Regions from separate parts of the Sus scrofa genome. Here regions 1 and 2 are each linked to region 3. The links are chromatin contacts, called in public HiChIP or PLAC-seq maps. All regions are on one chromosome and are shown on one strand. The core of a region is the stretch at or near the end of the contact, and the rest is flanking DNA. Distances in the headings are between cores, read along the strand shown. Region 1 overlaps ELMSAN1 (ELM2 and SANT domain-containing protein 1). Region 2 holds the start of PNMA1 (paraneoplastic antigen Ma1). Region 3 has its middle 13 kb from the start of PTGR2.

What was found. HiChIP or PLAC-seq counts read pairs in DNA pulled down with a chosen protein or histone mark.
Region 1: an H3K27ac HiChIP or PLAC-seq map of skeletal muscle shows a contact between it and region 3. The contact joins two enhancer-like sites. A contact is called at or near these places in 2 of 5 promoter capture datasets (fetal skeletal muscle and liver), 36 of 47 Hi-C or Micro-C datasets (adipocytes, adipose tissue, alveolar macrophages and 17 more) and 2 of 2 datasets of contacts at active chromatin or transcription factors (alveolar macrophages and skeletal muscle).
Region 2: a contact with region 3 is called in an H3K27ac HiChIP or PLAC-seq map of skeletal muscle. The contact joins the promoter of PNMA1 here to the enhancer-like site in region 3. A contact is called at or near these places in 1 of 5 promoter capture datasets (fetal skeletal muscle), 33 of 47 Hi-C or Micro-C datasets (adipocytes, adipose tissue, alveolar macrophages and 15 more) and 2 of 2 datasets of contacts at active chromatin or transcription factors (alveolar macrophages and skeletal muscle).

The regions. Positions count from the first base shown.
Region 1 is chr7:97,076,375-97,080,939 of Sscrofa11.1, reverse strand. ELMSAN1 (ELM2 and SANT domain-containing protein 1) reads left to right here. Exons shown (of 13, transcript XM_021099496.1): 2 at 3,671-4,565. The coding sequence starts at 3,906. Among named protein-coding and RNA genes, the nearest start is that of PNMA1, 27 kb to the right of the region's middle. Within about 2 kb of position 2,094, at least 52 of the 83 cell types and tissues checked have an H3K27ac peak or open chromatin away from gene starts, as enhancers often do. A contact at or near this core is called in skeletal muscle, where this site is marked.
Region 2 is chr7:97,050,280-97,055,421 of Sscrofa11.1, reverse strand. It overlaps PNMA1 (paraneoplastic antigen Ma1), which reads left to right and starts at 3,565. Exons shown (of 1, transcript XM_021099497.1): 1 at 3,565-5,142. The coding sequence starts at 4,405.
Region 3 is chr7:97,158,339-97,163,356 of Sscrofa11.1, reverse strand. No RefSeq gene overlaps it. Among named protein-coding and RNA genes, the nearest start is that of PTGR2, 13 kb to the left of the region's middle. Within about 2 kb of position 3,101, at least 1 of the 83 cell types and tissues checked has an H3K27ac peak or open chromatin away from gene starts, as enhancers often do. A contact at or near this core is called in skeletal muscle, where this site is marked.

The DNA.
Region 1 (4,565 bases), core at 845-3,344, 81 kb after region 3:
CTTCCTCTTCCTCCCTGTGAGGAAGGCCAGGCTGACTTCTACCTGAGGGACAGAGGAGGAGGGCTGGGGCAGAAGAAATAGGAGGAAGTGGCTCAGTCCGGCCAGGATGCAGGCTGAGCCGTAGGAATGGGGTATGAGAGCTGGAAGCCCCAGCAGCAGCAACCAGAACTGAGGCAGGGCTGGGCTTGCAGGGGATGGAGGGTCCTGGCCTGGAGAACGAGGCCAAAGCGGCCAGTGGACTCCCCAGCCTGCTGGCACCTCTGTGGGGAGGCCCCTTCCCTCCTTCCCTTCCCATAGGACTAAGGGTCCCAGCTGTACGGGGCCGGATAGGAGAGGTTTACCTGCCAACAGTTCAGGTGAGGGTAAGGGGCTTCCCAGCGCCAGTGAGGAGGGATATCTGTGTTCCAGAAAATGCTTGCCCTGAGACCAAAGATTGGGAGCATGCTGTGGAAAGGAGGTGTGCAGAGAGGGCCCTGACGTCCTAGCCCCCTGTCTTAGGGATAAGGAATAAAAGCTTGGTCTTGGAGTCAGGCAGACCTAAGTTCAAGCCCTGACTCTGTAACTATAATTTTCATGAGACCATTGGCAAGTTACTCAGCCCCTCTGCACCTCATCTAACTCAGCCGTAAAATGGAGGTTAAAATGCCAGTGCTTCCTGCTTTAGCTTCATGCTGTCTTGAAAACATGTGCAGCACACTTAGGATCTGCCTGTACCTGTGGCATAGGGAGGTTCCCAGGCTAGGGGTCAAATGGGAGCTGCAGCTGCTGGCCTACGCCACAGCCACAGCCATGCCAGATCTGAGCCGCATCTGCAACCCACACCACAGCTCATGGCAACAGCGGATCCTTAACGCACTGAGTGAGGCCAATGGTGGAACCTGCATCCTCATGGACACTAGTCAGGTTCTTAATCCACTGGGCCACAATAGGAACTCCTGTTATTATTATTGCATATACTAGCTGCTGCTGCTACTACTACTATTATTACGTGCCCTGGTGCCTCTCCTCCTACCTCTAGGGTTCCCAGGCATCTTCCACTCTTTTTCCATCCCCCTAGATAACCACCTTTCTTCTCTGAGGGTCCCAGGCCTGGGTGTCTGTGCTCTTAGCACTGTTAGCAGCCTTCCAATGGGGGTGACAGGGAGGCCTCTGCAGAAGCTTCAGCCTCTCCTGAATTGGCCCTTTGATTTCTTCTAAACAATTCTTGGCCCAGCTTTGGAAACCTACTGTGGCGTCCAGACGAAAGGCCCTCCTTGTTGTGCACAGCGGGGGATGGGAGGTAGACCAGCTGAGCCTGGCCCTTCCTGACCTGACCAAGCAGCTGCAGGTGAGCAGGCCTGGAGCAGGAGCAGCCCTACCTTGGATCCCTCTTCACGGACTCCACCGGCATCTCCCCTACCGCTGAGCGGCCATCCTCGTGCCTGGGTACCCTGCCTCAGACACACACGTGCACCCAAGCCCATCTGCCACGTGGACCTTCCCTTCCTCCAAGCCCCAAGCCTGTGCTGTGGCTCACAAGGCGACAGGGCTGTGATGTGATGGGGGGGGCTGTCTGTGTACAGTAGGGGAGGGGAGGCTCCCAGTTCACGGGAGGCACGTGGACCTGCGCCCTCCCCCTCCCCCCTTCCCTCCCTCCTGCACGTTCTTCCTTCCTGGGTCTTGCGTCTGCAGACACACACGTACTTGTAGCTGGTTTGTGCTGACTGGAGAGGCAGAGCCTGAGATCTGGAGCCGGGACAGTCCCACCCTGCAGCTTCAGGATGGCGCCCGGGGTTATTTTCGGTCTGGCGGCTGACTGTAGGGCTCCGCTCTGAATTGGGCTGGCTGTCAGGGAATGAGGGTTTAAAAGCAAGAGGGCGGGGGGGGGGGGTGTTCGGGGAAGCGGTTTCCGTGGCCTCAGCCCTCTCGGCTGGTCCTCGTCCTCCCCTTGTGCCGGGGTCTGGGTGACTGGGGGTCCGCCTTGTCTCCCCCTCTTGCAGCTTCCAGAGGCGAGACAAAGGGGGGGGGGCGAGCAGGGAGCGTCGCTCTCGCGGGCGACAGGGCCTGGGAGCTGAGGAAGGAAATGGAGGAGGAAGTTCCTCCCCTTCGGGGTGCTGGGTGAAAGTGAGAGGCAGCAGGGGGCGGGAGCGCGGCACGCCCGCTGCTCCTGGAGGGGAAGGGCTGGGGAGCTGCGGAAGCCTGCGGAGGAGCGATAGCGCGGCCGCCTCCCAGGGGTCGGGGCATCGCCGGGGGCAGCCAGGGCTTCGTACTAGAGTCTGCCCGTGTGCCCAGTTCTGCTCTCCTCTCGGCGGCTTTCCTAGGAACTCCCGGAGCTGCTAACAGTGACCTCGAGTTTCTCGGTTCTGACGTCTGAGGTCAGCCTGGACCTGCAGATCCAGTCCCCAGGGCTTCCTGAGCTCTCTCCCCCCCCCCCAACCCCCTTCTAGACTGAGTGGCTCAGGATCAGAATCTTCCTTTGGCAAAGAGGTGGATCTTGTAGCTGCTCCCCCTCCCATCACCAACCTCCAGAGGGGGGCACCCCTCACACAGTAAACAACAGCAAAAAAACCCTCTCTGAAGAAAGAAAACGTCTGAATACATGCAAGTGATAGGTGTCAGTTATAACTTGCATGTAAGTAATAAAAGCACATGTAAATGAAAAATACTGGTCTCAGTTCTTTCCACTGTGTAGCAGGATAAATAGAGCAACCTGGTTTTGTTTTTGTTTTTAAAATCAAGTTAGAAAACAAACACAGGAACACTGTGAGCCCTTAGTCACGCCATGTCCTGGAGAAACCTTCTGGACCTGAGAAGTTCTAAGCAGTCTGCACACCCGCAATATTGCAGCTCTACTATTCCTTTACTCCAGATGCCAGGCGCTCTTTGGCAGTGGCGGAGGCGGGGTGGGAACTGTTGACCAGCCACCGGGCTGGATCCTGTCTCCAGCCAGCAGAGGTTGCAAAACAGGTTCTGTGCTGTTAGGGGAAGAATCGGCAGCCACAGTTCCACCCAGCAGCTCCTCCCAGGGGTGGGGCTAGAACTGCACACACCCTTCTGGGGCCTTACCTACCACCAGTGCTTGGGCCTAGCCTTGGGCCTGGGACTCTGCAAGGGCCTGGTGGGGCTTCCAACCCTTGGGCTGCACAGTTGGGAATGGCTCCTGTTTCCTCCCCTTTCTGTCTGAGGTCTCAGAGCAGGAGTGTCAGAGGAGGCAAAACTCCTGCTGGGTCTGGTGAGGAGGCTACTGCCTGGTCAGATGTAAGAGGACCTGCCTGGCTGTCCAGGGGGTTGAGGCCTGGCTTCAGAGGAGAAGAGAACCCACCATGGCCGTTGCCACTCCTTATCCCAGCTTGACCAAAGGCGATCAGGCTGGATTGGATCTCAGCCTTGGCAGGTATCTTTGTGCTGCATGCAAGTTACATAACCAAATGCAGCAGTTCTGGAGCCTAACCAAGAGGGCGAGGTGGTGGGACAACAGGAGAGCCCCAGGGTACCCTGGGAGATGTTGCTGCCTTCTGGTAGCTCCCCCGTGGTCCTGGCTCCTGCCTCACCAATGCTGCTCTGTGCCCTTGGGCTTGTCCCCAGGAGGCTGTGGAACCGAAGGGCCCTTGAGGCCCTCCTCTCACACTTGTGCTGACCTCTGGAGCATCATGGGAGACTGTGGCTGATGCTATTGCTCTTCTGTCTGCAGGCTCCAGAGCCCTGTGGAGCATCATGAACTGCGAAGAGTAGAGAAGCCCAAGGGCCTCTCTACAGCGAGGAAGGAAGAGCCAGCAGTTCCTTCTCCCTGTGCCTGACTGCATCATCCAGCATTTTCTCTGCCCCCATTGGCTGCCGGACTAGGGCCAGGCTTCGAGCAGGACCATCCCCCAGGGGATGGGCAGCCGGTGAAGTAGGTCTCACTCCGGGGCCCCGTTGGCCACACCATGAACCTCCAGGCCCAGCCCAAGGCTCAGAACAAGCGGAAGCGTTGCCTCTTTGGGGACCAGGAACCAGCTCCCAAGGAGCAGCCCCAAGCCCTGCAAGCCCCCCAGCAGCCCCCGGCCCCTCCTCAATCCACCAGAGTCAAGGAGGAGCCTTACTTTGGGCAGGAGGGTCCAGCAGGGGCTGTCCCTGCCTCCCAGCCTGTGGAACTGCCCCCTCCCAACAGCCTGGCCCTGCTGAACTCTGTAGTGTATGGGTCTGAGCGAACCATGTTGTCCCAGCAGATGGGCTCAGTCAAGTGGCCCAACTCTGTGATGGCTCCAGGGAGGGGCCCAGAGCGTGGAGGAGGTGGGGGTGTCAGTGACAGCGGCTGGCAGCAGCAGCCCGGGCAGCCTCCACCCCACTCAACGTGGAACCGCCACAGCTTGCCCCTCTACAGTGGACCCAAGGGGAGCCCTCATCCTGGCATGGGGGTCTCCACCTACTATAACCACCCCGAGGCACTGAAGCGGGAGAAGGGAGGGGGGCCGCAGCTGGACCGCTATGGAAACGCCGTGCGGCCAATGATGCCACAGAAGGTGCAGCTGGACGTAGGGCAGCCTCAGGCGCCCCTGAACTCTTTCCATGTGGCCAAGAAGCCCCCAAACCAGACGCTGCCCCTG
Region 2 (5,142 bases), core at 2,316-4,815, 110 kb after region 3:
AGCATTAATTCCCCACGCCAGGGGACCTACACGGGCCCTGCCACATGCCCCGGAAAGAGGAACTCCTTGGAGGGAGTGTAGTGACCAGCTCTGAGAGAGAACTCAAGCCTGGCACGCGTGCCGTCTCTCGCATGACTGTCCAGGCCATACTGCGCCAGTGACTGTCCTGAGAGAGGCCACCTCCTCCCTGGGAAGGAGTCTGCCAGAATGGGTGCAGGGAGAGAGACCAGGACTGGTACCTATCCCTTTGCTGCTTGCTAGCAGCCTGCTGGGGCTGGAAAGTTTTCTCACATCTTTGGGGAAGGGGCCGGTGTTTCTTTGCAAGCGCTCCGCCTCCTTGAGGAGAAGGGACTGTGCGGAGGATGGACGCTGCAGGGTTGCTACGGGGCTGGGCCTGAGGGAGCTGTTGAGAGGTTTTGGCTCTTCCTGCTCCCCACCTTTTTGCCACATGCCTTTGGGCCCCGGAGGCTGCTAAGGGAGCTTAGCGTAGACCCAGCCCGCTCCTCCTTGGTGCAAGATCCCTGCCTGCCTCAGTCTTGCCCTTGGCAGCTGCCACCTAACCCCACCCCACCTTGTCTAGTGCCGAAATCCACAGCCCAGCCCTCAGTCCTGCATGCTGGAGATTTCTGGATCCTTCCCTGGGAGGGGGAGGTCTCCTAGCCAGATTGGACAGGAGCCTTCATTCCTTGACTTGTGTCATTTGGGAGCTATTTATTTATTCTTACTATTTAATTTTTAACATCCTCTCAGGGACCAGGGGCTTCCTTCTTTCCAGAGGCCCAAGTGCATTTATCCCAAAATAAGGCACCTTCTTGGCACCCACCCCCGACCCCCAGTCCCAAGACCCTGAAGTCCCTCGCCTTGTTGCTCTGGAAATTTTGCCAATAGGAATGATAGTAGCACTGAAAGATGGTGGAAAGTTGGAAGGTGTCACAAAGCCACACAGACTAGGAGGATCAAGGGAGAGCAAAGGCAGTTCTTGTTGCTACCTCTTCAGCAGACTGTCAAGTTGCCTGAGGGGACTGGCTGGAAGCCAGAATTCTGGTTTTGTTTCTGGCTTGAAGAAGCCATATTTGGCATCTCGCCACTGAAGTGAAGGGGCTGGAGGTTTCTGGAGGCCCCTTCACTTGCCAGTCCTACAGGAAGACTGAGTTACTTTCCTGGTCTCGTTATTCTCCTTTAGCTGCGTAAAAGCAGTTCTGGGTGCATGCAAGTATATGACAGGTTAGGAAGGAGCCAAGAAATATTCATTCTGATCCGCCAATGAGATAGCCTAAAGGCATCAATGTTGGTAGCTGGGAGTGGGGAGGGAGTTTTGTTTCTAAACTATGCACTGTCAGGTCTTTTTTCGCATTCACTTATGTATTCATATGGTTATACAGCAGGAGCCCCGGTACTGGAGTAACAAAATTCTTTCCCTTCCCCAGTTCCTGATGGCTACCTAGGGACCTCCAGCTTCCCATTAGTTTCTTCCTTAGGCTTCTATAAACTCAGTGGCCCAAGATTGCAAAAATCTGACATACTTTGCAAAAATAAGAGGGTAGCAAATTTAGGCTCTCTTCTAAATCACTTGTGTAATATGAGTGCCTTTGCAGCTTCTCCCCAAAGTGCTACTTACGTTTCCCAAGGTTTTTTCTATTTGAATTATGTTTCGTTTCAGGCCTCTTTTTTGGACATGTGGCAACAGAAACCTCCTTTGTCTAGAGTGATTCTCCTCTTCTAAGCCCAGAGAGACCAGACCAGGTGAATGTAGGTGGAAAAGATCAAGATGGTACCTCTCTGTATTAACCCCGACTGACACCATGTTTTGAAAGGGTTTACGATCCAGGATGGATTCATATTTAGAATGTAATGCGAAAGGTAAACTGTTTAGAGGGCAGATGCAATTGTGGCAAGTGACCTGCCAATAAAGTAGGTGCAGCCATAGAAGCTGGCATAGGCTTACCCTTTATGGTGCTTTCTCCCTGTGAACATATCAGGCTCGTGTTGTTTTTTTCTTTTTTCTTTTCTGTTCAGAGCTGTTTGCTTTAAGAAGTTAAGTGAAAACACCTTCAGCTTTATAATGTCCTCTGTACACCACCTTACATACCCATCTCGCAGCCTCCAGCTACACTCAGCTAAGGGCATGAGATTAACCTAGTGCCTGTGTTCTAGACCATTTCTGAGGTCTCTTAGCCACCCAAGGAGACAGGGCTTCGACACTGTCCTCCATGCCTTCAGCAACCCCTGTCACAGCTAAGGTACACACCTATCCCTTTGGCTACTCCACTTCCACCCCTGGCACAGAGGTCGTGTGCTGCTTATGTCTAAAGGGATCCCCTATATTTAACTGCCTCAATGACCTAACCTCTTTCTTCTCATGTGCCAGATGTTAAGATGAAGGAGGAATACAACACATACACAAGCCTCAGCTGTTTAAATATGTTTTTACCGGGGCTCAGTTTTCTCAGATGGTATTTATTACCAGTGGCAAGCCTAACTCCTTAGGTTTACAGGAAGTATGCATATTTTTATAAAACAATTGTATGTCCTCCCCATATTTTGCTGTATTAATATTTGCCTCTAACTAACAATTTGCAGCTGTTTCACCTTTTCCTCATTTGTCTCTTAGTCAAAGGCCTTGTTGGAGGGGACAGAGCACAGGAACAGCCTTGATAGTCTGTAATTATTGTACAAATATTTTAATAGCATATAAATAAGTATATTCCTTTTATTTTGAAAAAATCAGACACTGCCTTTTGTGTGTTTGCTGCCTGTGGCACCCTTTTTTAAAAGACTGTTACATATTAAAATAGTGTACATATATATAAATATTACCTCTTTTGCTGTACAGTTGTGATAGACCAGACGGAAGATTTTATTTTTTGTGTGCTTTTTATAAAAAAAAAAATTAACACACTAAAGAAAATCTTGCTGATGTGATTGTAATGTACCTATGTAACTTATTTACTTTTGAATGTTCTTCTGTATCTTTAAACCTTTTATTAAATAAGGTTTTAAAAATTCAGAGTTGATTTCTGTGTCCTTTGGGGGAAAGATTTATTATCTCACCATCTGGGATTGTAAGTGTGCCTTGGTTTGCTTCCAAAGGATACTTGACATTTTTGAACCATAAGGCCTGTTTTATCCATGATGCCAGGGCAGGGGAAATAACACATTAGTGTTTGCCGGGTTACTATTCATAGAGATCTAGATCTTTTTACAACATTTTAGACAAGAAGAAGTCTCAACTCACTGGGATAAAATTTAGAGGGTGCAGAGTGCAGTCAGGTGGTACAGGGTATTATACAGCATTGCCTCTGAACGAGCGACGCGAGTAGACAAGTCTTTCTTGACGGCCGGATATCATCTTAAATCCACTCCAGAATTATATTATCTTTTAAACACAGTGCTTTGTTAAGAAAAAAAAAAATCTGGAAAATGCGAAAAAGGAAATGCGCGGTAAAGGAAATTAACGCCCGCGGCCCCGAGCTGCCACCATGGCAACCATTCGCCCCTGCAGGCCGCTAGAGCTCCGGCGTCTCGCGTCGGTGGTTGCCGTGGCTACGGTCGCGCGGGCAGGGCCGCGGGGGGCGGGGCGAGGCGGGTCGAAGGCCGGCCCCGCCCTCCACTGCGGCAGTAAAGGCTAGGCTGGCTGCGGGTGGGACCGAGGTACAACTGTGCAGCTCCAGCCCACCTCGGCCCGCGGTCGCCTGCGTGCGGGGCTGCCGCGGCCTGCCTGCGACTGCGCCTGCGCCTCCTCTAGCCTGGCTTCCGCGTCTTTCCTGCGCCTCTGCTGCCTGTGTTCTTGGTCCTTGGCGTCCTCGCCGCCCAGAGGGATACGTTTGCCCACGAAGAAGCTCTCTCGGGTTGGCCTCGCTGCCGCCGCTGTCTTTCCCTTAGGACAGTCTTTCCCTCCGGGGGCGGTACTAGTTCTTGTCTGCGGAGAAGCGGCTCCTAGCTCGTCTGAGGCGTGCTCCGCTCTGGCAACGAAAGCTTGCACCCTCTGGGAGCAGCAGCGAGTGCCTGGCGCCCAGGCTGCGAAGAGGCGGCCACGTCCCGCGATCAAGCCCTGCGGCTCCTGCTTTCGCCGCCCGCCTTTTTTCCTCGCCTCTGCGCTCCGACGCGACACCTTCCTGTAAGTGGAGGACCCGGCCTGCGGATCCCGACCGGAGACACAAGATGGCGATGGCCATGTGACTGAGCATCCCCGAGGCTTCGTTCCGAGAACGCGGAGGCCTGGCTTTGAGGGGCAGCGAAAAGAGGAGAGCAGGACACTGGTGTCGTTTGTTAAACGTGATTGACTCCCTCGGGCATATGGGGGGAGGTGGCGGTGGGAGCGTCTGCTATTGTCTTCAGTTTTAGAGCACAGGGAGCCACAGTCTAATTGTATTTGTAGAATTGGGGCCCTTGATAGTTGGGAAAATGGCGATGACACTGCTGGAAGATTGGTGTAGGGGGATGGATGTGAACTCCCAGAGAGCCCTTCTGGTCTGGGGGATCCCTGTGAACTGTGATGAGACCGAAATCGAAGAGACCTTTCAAGCTGCGATGCCCCAGGTGCCCTATCGAGTGCTTGGGAGAATGTTCTGGAGGGAAGAGAATGCCAAAGCAGCCTTGTTAGAGCTCACTGGTGCTGTCGATTATGCTGCGATCCCCAGGGAGATGCCAGGTAAAGGAGGGGTCTGGAAAGTAGTCTTTAAGCCCCCCACTTCCGATGCTGAATTTTTAGAAAGGTTGCACCTCTTCCTAGCAAGAGAGGGGTGGACCGTGCAAGATGTTGCCCGTGTCCTTGGGTTTCAGAACCCCACTCCGGCCCCAGGCCCCGAAATGCCGGCAGAGATGCTAAACTATATTTTGGATAATGTTATTCAGCCTCTGGTTGAGTCCATATGGTACAAGAAGCTGACGTTGTTCTCGGGAAGGGACATTCCGGGGCCAGGGGAGGAGGCATTTGATCCCTGGCTGGAGCACACTAATGAGGTCATAGAGGAGTGGCAGGTGCCTGATGTAGAAAAGAGGCGGCGGTTGATGGAGAGCCTTAGAGGCCCTGCCGCTGATGTCATCCGCATCCTCAAGACCAACAACCCTGCGATTACCACCGCTGAATGCCTGAAGGCGCTGGAGCAGGTGTTTGGGAGCGTCGAGAGCTCTAGGGATGCG
Region 3 (5,018 bases), core at 1,852-4,351:
AACCACCTGCATGTGTGTGGGGAGGTACTGACAGTGTCTCACTGTGACTGTGGCTGGGGCACCACCAGGGCAGCTGCAGGTTTCAGAAGCTGGACCAGGCTTCTGGCTATGCCCATGGGTCCCAGGGTTCCAGGAATGTTACACCCTGTCCAGTCATACCAGTAGAAGGCATGCTGTTTCTGTATGGAATCTGCTGGTGCACATGAAAACACCAAGTATGACCCACATACACTGGAGCCCCCGTTTCCTCCCCAAAGCCCTACCTTAGCTCTGTGTCCTGGTCCAAAGAAACGCAAGTCTGACTCCAGCCAGCCTTGAACACAACAAAGCCTTGACTAAATATCTCTGAGTCAGCCAAACCTTTGCTAAATGCCCTCAGAGAGGTCAGTTGAGGAAGAAGTAACCTCATCCGCATTCCCTGATAGACAGCAAGTTCTCCAGCCCGGAAGTAGATCTCCAAGGGCTCCAGCCTGCGGTGGGCTCTCTCCCACTATCCCGCACTCCCCAGTCTACCCTGCTCCCCAGCCCAGAGGGGTTTCCAGGTCACAGAAACCAGGACGTGTCCTCAAGAGGTTGGGTGAGAGAAGGGGTAAGGTTTCAGAGGGAGGGGTGGGGATTGATGAATTAGACATCAAAAATTTTTGTCCCTGTCACATGTGAAACTTCATGATTTAAATTGACTGTAAATTCAGGATCCAGCCCAGCCTCCTCACCAGAAAGTCAGGGCTCTGCTCCAGGAAAAGTAGCATAAGATAACATAGTACACCTTTGCGGGGTGGAGGGATGGAAATCCTGTGAAATTAGATTGTTATGAGCATTGTACAACTACAGATGTGATAAATTCATTTGAGTAATTAAAAAAAAAAACAGTACACCTACAACTCACGTACCCCTCACTTCCTCTGGAAGCCAGGTCCAAGTTCAAGTGGGTATTCCAGGGAGGGTTGCTAATGTCCTCTTAGCCCATTAGTCACATTCTTTACGTGGGCGTCACATGCTGATGCAGGTAATGTGACCCATTGCCCCTTGGCAAGAAGTGAGTGTCCCTGTCCACCCTGGCACCGCCATGCTCTCAGTTCTCAGGTTGTCCAGACCATAAAATCCAAGCTAGTCCAAAGGGCTTCAGAAACTGGCCGACCTCTAAGTATTTTTTTCTTTTTGGCACTGATGTATGAAGTAGAAGTTTATGTGGCTCAGACAGTGCCAAAACTTCATTTTCTCTGCTAATGGAGAGGAGGGAAGAAAACACAAAACAGGGCTCACATTGTTATTCTCATGGGGTTCCCCTTCCTTCCTGGGCACCTCGCCTCTGAAGGGGACAGAAGGGCCACTGGTTGTGGGACGAGGAACTCTAAGTGGCCCACTCCCCAAGGTCCCCAAGCAGTAGGCAAAGGAAACCAGAGACAGCAAATCTTCACTGTCTCTGTTCCCCCCACCTTAAAAAACACAGGCAACGAGTCATGGAATCAGAAAGTCATTTTCAACAAGTAAAAGCCCAAATATTGAAAATATACATACTCCAATCAATCAATTCAAAAAAGACAAATAACCCAATTTTTAAAGTGGGTAAAAGACTTGAATAGGCATTTCATAAAAGACAAAATATGTATCAAAAAGATGCTCAAGTTCATTAACTACTAGAAGGAAGCAACTTCAGACAATAATGAGATACCTTTATACATCTTACAAAAGAAGTCAAGATTTAAAAATCTGACATCAAATGATAAAGGAAATGCAAAACAATGGGGACTCTTGGCTGGTGAAAGAATAAATCGATTCAATCACTTTGGAAAACTGGCAGAATCCAGTGCAGTTGGCTCTCTACAGATGCTAAGTGCAGAGCCTTTCACCCCCTTTCCCAAACGTCACTACTTCTCTCCCGGGTCTCCTAGAACCGGGACTGGGTTAGTTATACAAAGAAATGAGCTCTGGTTTTGGGAGGCTGGCTTTCCTGCCCTTCCTCCCTCCCTCCCTCCCTTTTTTTTCCAAAAGAGCAAGATGAAACATACATATATAAAACAGAAAAAAACCCCTAAATATGCAGAGCATGTTTGGACAATTTAATAAATAGTCATCCCTTGGTAGCTGCAGGGGATTTGTTCCAGGCCTCCCCAAGGATACCAAAACCTGCAGGTGCATTCATATAAACATGATGTAGTTCATTCAGCCCTCTGTGTCGTAGTTCCATATCCATGGATACTGGAAAGCTGACTGTTAAGTGCAAAGTAACTCTCTGTGTAACCAACACTCAGATTAAGAAATAATAACTATCAGCCTTCACAAAGCCCCGGTGTGAAGATTCTGCTGTGGCACAGAGGGTTAAGAATTCACTACAGAAGTTCCCACATTGGCAAAACAGGATCGGTGGCGTCTCTACAGCATCAGGATACAGGTGTGATCCCTGGCCTGGCACAGTGTGGGTTAAAGGATCCAGCGTTGCCACAGCTGTGGCATAGGTTGCAACTGTGGCTCAGATATGATCCCTGAACCAGGAACTCCTTATGCCACTGGGCAGACCAAAAAAAGAAAAAAAAAAAGAATCATCCCACTGCAGCAGCTCGGGTTGCTGCAGAGGTGTGGCTTTGAGGTGCCCCAAAGGATCCAGGGTTGCCACGGCTGTGGCGTAGATTGAAGTTGCAGCTCAGATTCAATCCCTGGCCCAGGAGTTTCCATATGCCATGGGTTTGGCCATTAAAAAAAAAAAAGTAGCCCCTGTGTGTTCCCTGAGTAATCACAACCCCCGCCCTCCCCATTACAATTAGGTACTATTATCCTGGCATTCATCCTATTAATTTCCTTCTTCTTTTTTATAATTCTACAACTTGTCTTTGAACTTCACATGTGTAGATTCCTACTGAACACATTCTTCCACGTCAACTTTCTTTCCCTCGTATTATGTTTGTGAGACTCAGACAAGTCTAATCTTGTAAATCTTGGTCACTCATTTTCATTGCTGTATTATATTCCATTGTATGAATACCCTACAGTGTGTTTTTCCATTCTATACTTGACAGATGGGGTTGTTTCCAGTTTGAGGCTATTAGGAACAATGCTGCCAAGAACATTCTTGCCCATAAATCCTGTTGCACAGGTGCAAGAGCTTTTCTAGGGTGATGACCTAGTGTGGCTTCTCTTTAATCCAGGCTTAGTACATTCATGCTTCTCCCCTGCCTCCTCTTTCAAAACTAGCTCTCAGGAAAAAAAAGACGAGCTCTCAGAAAAGGTCATAAATTACTCATTCTAAGGTACGAATGGCTGAGAAGTATTACTCTGTATCCTCTCCTGTAGAACTGGGAGCTGACACCAAATGAATTAATTTCTGATTGTAGAATTCCAGGTTTCTGGAGGCTGGGGGAATACTCCATTGGGGTTAGGCCTGGGGAGAAAGTATCTCATGGTGGTAAGACCATGAACCAAGAAAATGAAAACAAACAAAAACCAAAACAGAACAAGAAAGCCATAGCCAATCTGTTACATGTATTAATATCTTAAAGTCCTATCTCATACTTTCAAATAATCTTGTGAGGAGAAAAAGAGGAATCCTAAAGACTGTTCTGTTTGAAAAGTCAAAAACCAGGTGCAAGAAGTGAAGTCCCTTCTCCAAAGGTCGGTTGGCAATGAATAGATGAGCTAAGTGGAGTGGTCAAAAAGAAATCCTTAAGGCCAGACACCCATGCTTGAGGCCCAGCTCCATCAGCTGGGGTGGGGGTTGGCAGGGGGCATCTTCTCCAAGCTGATCTCTTCATCTGTGAAAAGAGCATGATGACAGTACTAAGTTCATGAGGCTGTTGTGAGGAAAAAGTAAGGAAATGACTGAACTGCCTTTTACACAGCACTTGCCCCTTAGTAAGCGCTCAAATAGTATTGGATCTTGTTCCGCTTCTGCTTCTTCTTCTTTTATTTTATTTTTATTTTTTTTTTTGTCTTTTGTCTTCTTAGGGCCACACCCACAGCATAGGAAGTTTCTAGGCTAGGGGTCGAATCGGAGCTGTAGCCACCAGCCACAGCCACAGCCACAGCAATGCCAGATCTGAGCTGAATCTGAGATCTCAGCTGCAACTTGCAGCAACGCCATATCCTTAACCCACTGAGGAGTGAGGCCAGGGATTGACTCTGCATCCTCATGGATATTAATTGGGTTCTTAACCCACTAAGCTACAACAGCAACTACTTTTTTTTATTATTTTCTTCTGAGAGTGGGTACTTTCTATGAGAGCAGGTAAGCAAATGATCTGAGTAGGGTTTACTGATGCTACTGGGGATCCCGGCAGGCTTGCAGGGTAAATGGGAGAGAAGAGGGAAAGAAAGTAAAGTGAAGCCAGAGAGATAAATGAAGAAGGCATGCCTGCTTCGCAAGAAGAAAGTGCTAAATTTCCAGAAGGGGGCTGCTTAAGGCCAGTGAGAGGGGTGTATAATAGATCTGGCCCAGGGAGAGGTTTGAGTGGGCCTTGCTAGGTCACATGTGGTCAATACATGAATAGCAAGTGCAGGGATGAAATGGGTCAGAAAGCAGTTAGCAGGCAAGGCTGTGCACACCCACGGGGCAGCCAAAATTCGATGCTTCTGTGCGTGCTGATTGCCTCTCCTCTCAAGCACCAGCAAGTCACTCAGCTTTTCTTCTAGCTTAGAAGCTTGCTTTACTACTTGCAGGCACAGCCACAGCAGGAAAGTGTGTGCGTATGTGTGTGTGTCTCCCCAGGGGCAACTCTCAACCAATGAAGGATGGAAGTTGATAGATAAATGTCCTACACCCTCATTCTTCGGAGAGACAATTCTAAGTGGTTTTTATATGGTTCTTCAAAGGATCCCTAGGGAGACTGAGCCAACTGTTCACAGTGATAACCAGCCCAGTAATGCATCTTTCATTGTCTTCCCTTCTTCCATCATTCTCTCCTCTTTCTCATTGTTGTCCTGGGATAGCCTCCTAAATAAACTATTGTCACAAAGTCCTTGTCTCAGTTCTGCTTTAGGAGGGACCCAAACTAAGTTCTATTATTATCACTAATATAAATCTTGGA